Regions from separate parts of the Anas platyrhynchos genome. Here region 2 is linked to region 1. A link is a contact called in public Hi-C data. All regions are on one chromosome and are shown on one strand. Each heading gives the region's core, a stretch centred on a gene start, on an enhancer-like site or on the middle of the called end of the contact. The rest is flanking DNA. Distances are from core to core; before and after follow the strand shown.

What was found. Hi-C and Micro-C count contacts between places; a contact is called where the count stands out from the background.
Region 2: a contact with region 1 is called in a Hi-C map of F1 follicle, with 3 times the contacts expected there. The contact joins the promoter of TMEM241 here to the enhancer-like site in region 1. A contact is called at or near these places in 7 of 8 Hi-C or Micro-C datasets (F1 follicle, F5 follicle, liver and 3 more).

The regions. Positions count from the first base shown.
Region 1 is chr2:54,854,867-54,858,917 of IASCAAS_PekinDuck_T2T, reverse strand. No RefSeq gene overlaps it. Among named protein-coding and RNA genes, the nearest start is that of CABLES1, 19 kb to the left of the region's middle. Within about 2 kb of position 2,662, at least 1 of the 8 cell types and tissues checked has an H3K27ac peak or open chromatin away from gene starts, as enhancers often do. A contact at or near this core is called in F1 follicle, where this site is marked.
Region 2 is chr2:54,985,941-54,990,086 of IASCAAS_PekinDuck_T2T, reverse strand. It overlaps TMEM241 (transmembrane protein 241), which reads left to right and starts at 1,446. Exons shown (of 15, transcript XM_072034791.1): 1 at 1,446-1,605; 2 at 3,067-3,113. The coding sequence starts at 1,534.

The DNA.
Region 1 (4,051 bases), core at 1,413-3,912:
ATGGGCTGAGGTCAACTGTATGAAGTTCAACAAGGCCAAGTGCCGGGTCCTGCACCTGGGGCGCAATAACCCCAAGCAGAGCTACAGGCTGGGAGAGGAATGGTTGGAGAGCTGCCAGGCAGAGAAGAACCTGGGAGTGATGGTGGACAGTCGGCTGAATATGAGCCAGCAGTGTGCTCAGGTGGCCAAGAAGGCCAACGGCATCCTGGCTTGTATCAGAAACAGTGTGACCAGCAGGGCTAGGGAGGTGATCGTCCCCCTGTACTCGGCTCTGGTGAGGCCGCACCTCGAGTACTGTGTTCAGTTTTGGGCCCCTCGCTACAAGAAGGACATCGAGGTGCTTGAGCGGGTCCAAAGAAGGGCGACGAAGCTGGTGAGGGGCCTGGAGAGCAAGTCCTATGAGGAGCGGCTGAAGGAGCTGGGCTTGTTCAGCCTAGAGAAGAGGAGGCTCAGGGGTGACCTTATTGCTCTGTATAAGTACATTAAAGGAGGCTGTAGAGAGGTGGGGGTTGGCCTGTTCTCCCATGTGCCTGGTGACAGGATGAGGGGGAATGGGCTAAAGTTACGCCAGGGGAGTTTTAGGTTAGAGGTTAGGAAGAATTTCTTTACTGAAAGGGTTGTTAGGCACTGGAACGGGCTGCCCAGGGAGGTGGTGGAGTCACCATCCCTGGAAGTCTTCAAAAGACGTTTAGATGTAGAGCTTAGGGATATGGTTTAGTGGGGACTGTTAGTGTTAGGTTAGAGGTTGGACTCGATGATCTTGAGGTCTCTTCCAACCTAGAAATTCTGTGATTCTGTGATAATAAATTGACAAACCTTGACAAAGCTTACACAAAAGCCTCCCTTGCTCATCCTGATGTAGAGAAGCCCCTTCAGGAAGCCTTGAAACATGCAGTGCGGGGTGACACCAGCGGGCACCCCAAGGCTCCCCTGCCCGCTGCTCTCCATACCTAAGTCAGGAAGGACATGTAGTGAAGAGCCACAGAGGCCACTCCTTTCTCAGGAACACACGATGCCTTTCAAAACTCACTAAGAAAATACCCCGTGTCAATACTCAGACACTGAGGAATAAGAGGAATAGTTTTTGACACCTGTCACTCTTACACTCTTAACTCTTCCAACACAGGCTTGAGAGGAATGGAGTTGTATTTCCAATGGTTTGGTGTGCTTATAGATCAAGGGAGAAGGAAAGGGAAGAACAACTAAAGCATGTTCTTTGTATCTTTTCATATTTCCTTTTTTTTTTTTCTTGATTAAGTGTCAAATTATTGGGACTAAATTTCAGAAATTCTGTTGCTTTGCCTGAATGATTTACAAGGCATTTGACAATTCATTAGCAATTAATAGAGCGCGTTTGGCAGGCTAGCAAACCAAAGAGTGTTATTCATTCACTTGATACCCGGCAAGCAACACGCTTTAGAAGTGCATATAAAAACCAGAGTGATTTCAGAGAGGGTTGTCACGATGTGTTTGAAATTCTTGCCTTCTTCTCATCTGACAGTAATGATATAAACCGAATTGCATTAGGGCAGAGTGAAATACTTCAGCGAGTTTAATATTTCAAACCCAATTCTTTTAGACGTAACTTTGTGGCAAATCCTGGCTTTTTTGTGCCAAAGAAGAACGCTAATACGATTTGAGATACTGGATGTTTCCCTGGAATAGAAATAGCAAATTGACTTTTCCGATTTGCAAGGATCGGCGTCTTGGCTCTCCTTGTACTCATCCTTAGGCATGTGTGATATGGTACCTGCACTTTTGTAAGCTGACTGAAGTAAAAGAAAAGTTGAATTCAAATAATTGCCTCTTCTGGGCCATCTGCTCAACATTAAAAGAACATCAATTCATTATCCGATACACGTTATCAGAGATAATGTTAGCATTTCTTATTTTTTATTTTATGCTTCTTTTCAAATGCAGCTCAAATTCCCAAGCTCTCTGAAATGGTGAGTCATTAGGAATGTCATTTCAAAGACTGTTTTTAATCTCTTTATCTTTTCCCACAACTGATTTACCCAAGGGCACAAGTAAAGCACATGTAACAGATTCCCCAAGGTCCAAAAAATCATCATTTCTGTCCTATCTAGCCTTATTTTATTCGCACTTTATTTAAAACCGCCCTAAAAAGACTCGTCGAGTTGGTAATTTTAACTATGAGGTAATGGGTGGCTTTTATCACCACATAGATGTAAGACGATAACTGGCTCTGAATTTTGTCTCCTCCGCTTCTCGTTTCCAACATCTGACCCGCAGCCTGGTCTCCTGGCTATTTCTGCTGGCTTTGGAGTACAGGCACATAAAGCTCTTTTCTTTTCTGTCATTATATTATTTTTTAAAGCCTTCTCCCTGTGAAACCATTGGCTAAGTATAGACAATGTGAGGTAAGGTGTTAATTCACTGAATTCGTTCAAAATAGATATTCAAGTCGGTGCTGAAATTCCAGCATAAAAATTATATACATGAATCAAAGATTTAACTGATTTCTATTCCTCATTTTAAGGTCATTTTTAAGAACATCAAGGATGCTCTATGTAAACTACTCAGAAATAACAAGAAAAGGGCAAACTTCTGTATTTCCAAGACGTGGTTAGAACGATGCTTATTCTTGCACTGTAGTCGAAATACATTTTTTCACCACCACATGAAAACTCTGATTAGCCTCTTCCATGGCCTTTTTTTGGCTTTGGAATGCCAACAAAAACCTTCCAAGGGCAACCAGTCTCCAGCTGTCCTTCTCACGGCTCCTGCCGGGCAGGGTTATCTCCCGTAACTGTTGATGGCTCCCACTTGGGAGCCTGGGGGCTCTGCCACCACCATGCTTATGCCTAAATGGCCACATGCCCGACCACCAGCACATCCTGAAGATATTCTAAAGAGGAGAGGCAAGCCTTCTGTACTAGGAAGTTGGAGAAAGAAGGCAATTGTAACCCACGAAGAATCTTGTCTTAATAGGACCCTCAAGGGAAGATTTGTCCATATTTATAGCACCCATCCTTTCAACCCTGGTGGTCCGAACGCACTGCGTATTTTTATACCACATCCTCGTTTTAAGTCTCAGTGCCCACCAAACCGTGAAGCTCAACCCAAGCAGTGCTGACACATCACTTTGTGACCAGTACCATAATTCACAGGACAACACTGTTCATATTGTCTGCAGCACATCATTTTCCATGGGCTGGATGCGTACAGGAACACAAACCGACCTCTAAGACTGCACACAAAGCACAGGCTAGAGAAACGAGGAATTCTGGGGAAAACGCTTTACATTTTTGGCTTTATCCAATTAAATTGTTCCACCTGGGCATGAAGCAGTCCTGGTCCATCTTGCACTGAGTGGATCTTTGGGCGTACTTCTGTGTTGTCTCACTCCTTCCCTTGGCTGTTCATGCTCATGCACAGAAAACACCCCTGTAAATGTTATGCTCATGCTGTGCTAGGACAGCACAGTGAATCACTTCAGACCGAGCAGTCTTTCTGCACTTACACATGGAAGGGAAAGGTATCATTAGTTCTTTCTCCCAAATTTTCCCCAGTTGAGCCATTTAAACTCAGCAAAGCCCTTCCTTCTTTGAGCATTGGGGCTGACGAGATCAAATTGACTTCAGCAGTCTTCCTAAAAAGAGCCCACAGATACCCCGGGATGCATCAACAGCAAGAACTGCACCAACCTCTTCTCCCTCTGCTCTTCCTCCACCTGTATTTTGCTCTCTTATGCTTTTTTTTTTTTTTTTTTGGACAGGATTCCTCATTAATCTACAGACAGACACCGTCTTCCTCCTGCTTCATTAGGGCTAAGCCATTCATCCTTTTCATCTGAGAACAGCAAAGTTCAAAAGCACAACTAATTAAAAGCAACTAATGACCGGGACGGCCTTGCAGGCAATGAAAGGAACCATTTGCCTGGGGACATTTTAACGATGCCTGACTTCTGTGCTCCAAGCAGCCCAAAAAACAGTTTATGATCAAAAGCTAACTTGTTTTTGGGCTCTCTCTTTGTGGATCAGGCAGATAGCGTTTCGGATGCACTGAAGTCAGCTGTTTGCTATCTTCA
Region 2 (4,146 bases), core at 197-2,696, 130 kb before region 1:
TTGCTCTACCTGTTAGTTTTCCTTCTCTCTCTCCAATTTAGGCCATGCTCACCACTCCCTTATTTGTGCTGCTTTCTTCAAAAACAGGGTGCACATGTACAGAGAGACCCTGTACTTTGCATTACGTGAGCAAAGTCAAGATGAGAACAGCACAGGTAGGGGATTGCTGATCAGGCAAGAGCACGGCTGACCTGTGATGTGATACAAGAACGCCCAGGACTAGGTAGGACACGTCATCCACTGCTTCTCTGCCTCCCTGGGGTATTTATAGTTTACACGTCACCGCTGTGCATAAGTACTGCTGTAAAATCTAGCTGTTTGCAATTATTTGCTACTTTTTTTTTTTTTTTTCCCTCTAGGTAGGTTCACTAAATGAGTATCTCCCAACAGTGTAAGTTAAGCAATACAGGCTACAGTTTGTGAAATGACTTACCATTAAATATCTCGAGCTGCCGAAGGCAGAGAACACACAGATATCTCATGTTGAGCATTCCCATAATGTATTTTACCATAAAGCTTGTCATTGAACAAACATAACGTTCAAATATTACAGCTAAAATTAAATATAAGGGAAGCAATTTGTGTTTGTTAAGATATGCTATTATTTTTTTTCCAACAAAATGGCTGTTCTCTTAACTGTTTTCTGGAATGTGTGCTGTAACTGCAGATATAAGAAACATTATTCTGCTTTTTTTCTGGTTTACAATAAAAGAAGTCCCAAAAGATCTGTTAGCTTTTCTTTACTGAAAAGTACCCCAAATGATTAATTTTTCACCACATAAATGAGAAGTCTTTTTTTTTTTTTTTTTTTCCTATTTTTACTGGAAAGCCACTTGGATATTTAGAAAACTGGAAAGGAAATTTGTGTTGTAAAGTAGGAGTTTTTTGAATATTTCATGTTTGTCAAATCCTTGAGTTAAATGCACACTAGCAAAAACAGTTTATTTTTTAAAGCAAAAAAAAAAATCTTATCACATATTCCCTAACTACAGATGTTAATTTCTCTTGATGATGCTCTCAGTTTGTCATCACAGTGATGACTAAAAACCAAGCAGGTCAAGAACACAAAACGTAATTCTATCCGTAATATGTTGTTGTTGTTGTTTTCCTCAAAAGTGTTGCTTTTCATTCCACACAGAACACTGAAAGAGAAAATCCCACAGATTACACCTCCATTCAGCTTCAATTTAGCCAAACAAGGGCAAAAAGGTGGGCTGATACGTTTAATAGTAGATTTGTAAGTGTGATGTTTGAAGCTGGAAGAAGTGGGGAGCGGAGCTTGTCAGAAGCGGGGAGTGGAGGCAGATTTTGTCTCTGGGCTGCATCTCTGTGAGCCCAGAGGTGTCACAGAAAGAGTGCATTCCTTAAGTGCAAGGAATGGCAATTACCAAAACGAAAAATTTGTCATAATAAGCTTGCAATTGATGTTAGCGCCGCCCCGCTCATGGCGGCCTCGCCCCCTTCAGGAGGAGGCGCGGCGGGGAGCGGCCGCTGCCCCGCCATGGCCGCCGCGGGCGCCTGGGCCGGTGCCCGATGTACCTGAAGCGGCCGGCGGGCGGGCTGGCTTTTTGCCTCTTCTACCTGGCGTCCTGCTTCACCAACAAGGTGAGCTGCTCCGCAAGGGGAGCCCGGAGTAGACCGGGGAGGCGGCGGAGGCTGAAGCCGGGGCCCCGGGACACGTGGCGGCTGGCGGCCCGGCTCCCGGCCCCTTCGCCTCACGAAATGGGGGGCGAGGGGGTGGTAGCCGGGAACCCCGCTAAGTAGAGGTAGATCGGGGTCCAGAGGTGAAGCAGAGCTCCTAGGAGGAGATGTTGCTCCTACCGAATCTGCTGAAGGAGGGGTGTTGGCTGGGGAAGCAGAAAGGGGCTGCAGCAGCTGCCGGGCTGCCTCCTGTGTTGGAAAAGATGCTTGGCTTAACTCAGAGGAAGCTGGAAGAGCTTTGATGTAGGGCCTCTGTTTTCAAACTTTTGAGTAGGTTTTAACATAATGAGGCTGAAGATAATCAGAATATACACCTTCCATTTTCCCCAGATGACATATAAATGGAAGTGGGGGTATGGACTTGCACAGTTACACCCTCCCGATTTAAAAACCAATTGCTACTTCTGACAAATCTGTGCCTAACACAACCCCTTGTGAGCCAGCGTGCCTTATCTCAGTGTGTATTGATGCCAGTTTCTCAGTAACACGCTGCCACCACCTCTAAAAGTCATTTTGCCAAGTGCTCAGTGCGGTTTTGTCTCTGCTGAAAGCTTTTGGCATCTCGTGTTCATTGACAGCTGCTGCTGGCTCCTGGAGGGAATGGCAGGTCCCTTTCCTTTCTACTGAGGAAGCTCCAGTCGTTCTTCTCCTGTGCACAGATAGCGTCCGTGTTCTTTATCACAGGTAGTTGTTAGATCCTGGTTTATGTATGGAAAGGCCAATGCATTTCTGTCTCATAGATGCATATGTATGTGGGGAAAAAACGTGAACATCCATACGCAGGGACCCTAACAAAGCATGCTAAAGCAAAGACACAAAGCCTACTTCCATATCTGTGCAGTGTATTACATCTCCGATGGGCTTTATGGACTACTTCATGTTTTACACAAAACTGGGTGAGCAGCGTTAGGTACAGATGGATTAATCATCAGGAGAAAATTATCTCAAAGTTAGCGGTCTTAATCCTGCCAAAGCTTGCCTCTGTGGTATGATATGATTTTAATGGACAAGTCCTTGTATCTTTTTGTTCCTGTACGTCCTTTTCCCGTTCAGTGCAAAGTGTGCCGTGTGCTCAGCAAGTAAAAGAGCAACTCGGTAGGCATCCTTCTCTCCAGTGTTCAGTGTGTCTGCTCTGTGCCTCACGAACTTCAGTGTCTACTACCTTCCACAGCGACTGGGGGAACATCAAGCAGTTCTGACACAGGAAAAGAAGTTACAGAGAATGTTCAGACTGTCTCTTATTTTTTTTTTTTATGTTTCTTTATTTCAGTAGGGGCTTCTTGTATTTGTTGCTCTTGTAATTGCTTGTTAACGTTATAGCTCCGTGGATGTTTGACGTCCATTAATTTGGTGTTTGTTTTCCAGTATGTCCTGTCTGTCCTGAAATTTACCTACCCTACCCTTTTTCAAGGGTAAGTACCATTTTAAGAATACAATCGTTTGAAAAATGACTTTAATCGGTAAATGTCCTGCTGTTCCATGCTGAAGCCAACTTGGGTACTTCATGCTGTTACTGGCTGTTGCTGTCCAGAGAACGAACTTCATGAAATCTTGGTAAAACAGACATTAACTTGTCTTGGTTAACTTTTAAACATAATGATGGTAATGTAATTAGGATATATAGACCCCATAATTTTTTGTTTTTCATGGAAGTTTTATGCTTTAGCATAGAAAAGTAGTAATAGTATAGCCCGTCTTCATGGGATATGGCTCTCATGGATAACAGGCAGATTTGGTGTATTCTTTTTTTATTGTGCTAGTGAAAACTGACCTTAAACCCATCTTTAGGCATACACAAATACAGTGCTGCTTATTTTCATGCTTGGCATTTGTTGTAGCTGTGTATTAGCTGTGTAGTCCTTATGATACCTTAATGACAGTAATGAAAAATTTAATGCTTTCCCAAGTATTCATAGACCATCAGTACTGTTAATAATTTGTGAGACAGTTAGTGAAATTCTCTCCTCTTACATTCAAGACTTCTCCCTTTCGTTCTTTTGAGACGCTGGTAAAATCTACAGATGTTGGATATCTTTAATTCCTTTACTGTTCGAAAACATTTTTGCCTGACTTGCAGCTCCAGGGCTGTAATTGACTCTAGGAATAATTCACCTGGCAATCTCCATTTTCTCTGAGTATACTCAGCTCCATACACAATGAATGCTTCCTTCAGTAAACACACAGGCTCCTGGACAAGGCTTTTAGCATATGGGGAAAGGATCTTGTGTAATGTATGTCAAACATGAGTGTGGTAAGTCAACAGTAAGAAACCATATGCCCAATGACAAGGAATTGCTTTATGGTATCTGTGTTACCACAGTTACTTCCTTTTTCCTGTTATTTGGAAATGCATCTGAGATGCATCTCAGTAATTCTGCTTTTTAAAAGTGACCATTCCTTGAAAATTAAGTGACTCGGGTGTGCTTTCATTTAGTGCTCAGGTAG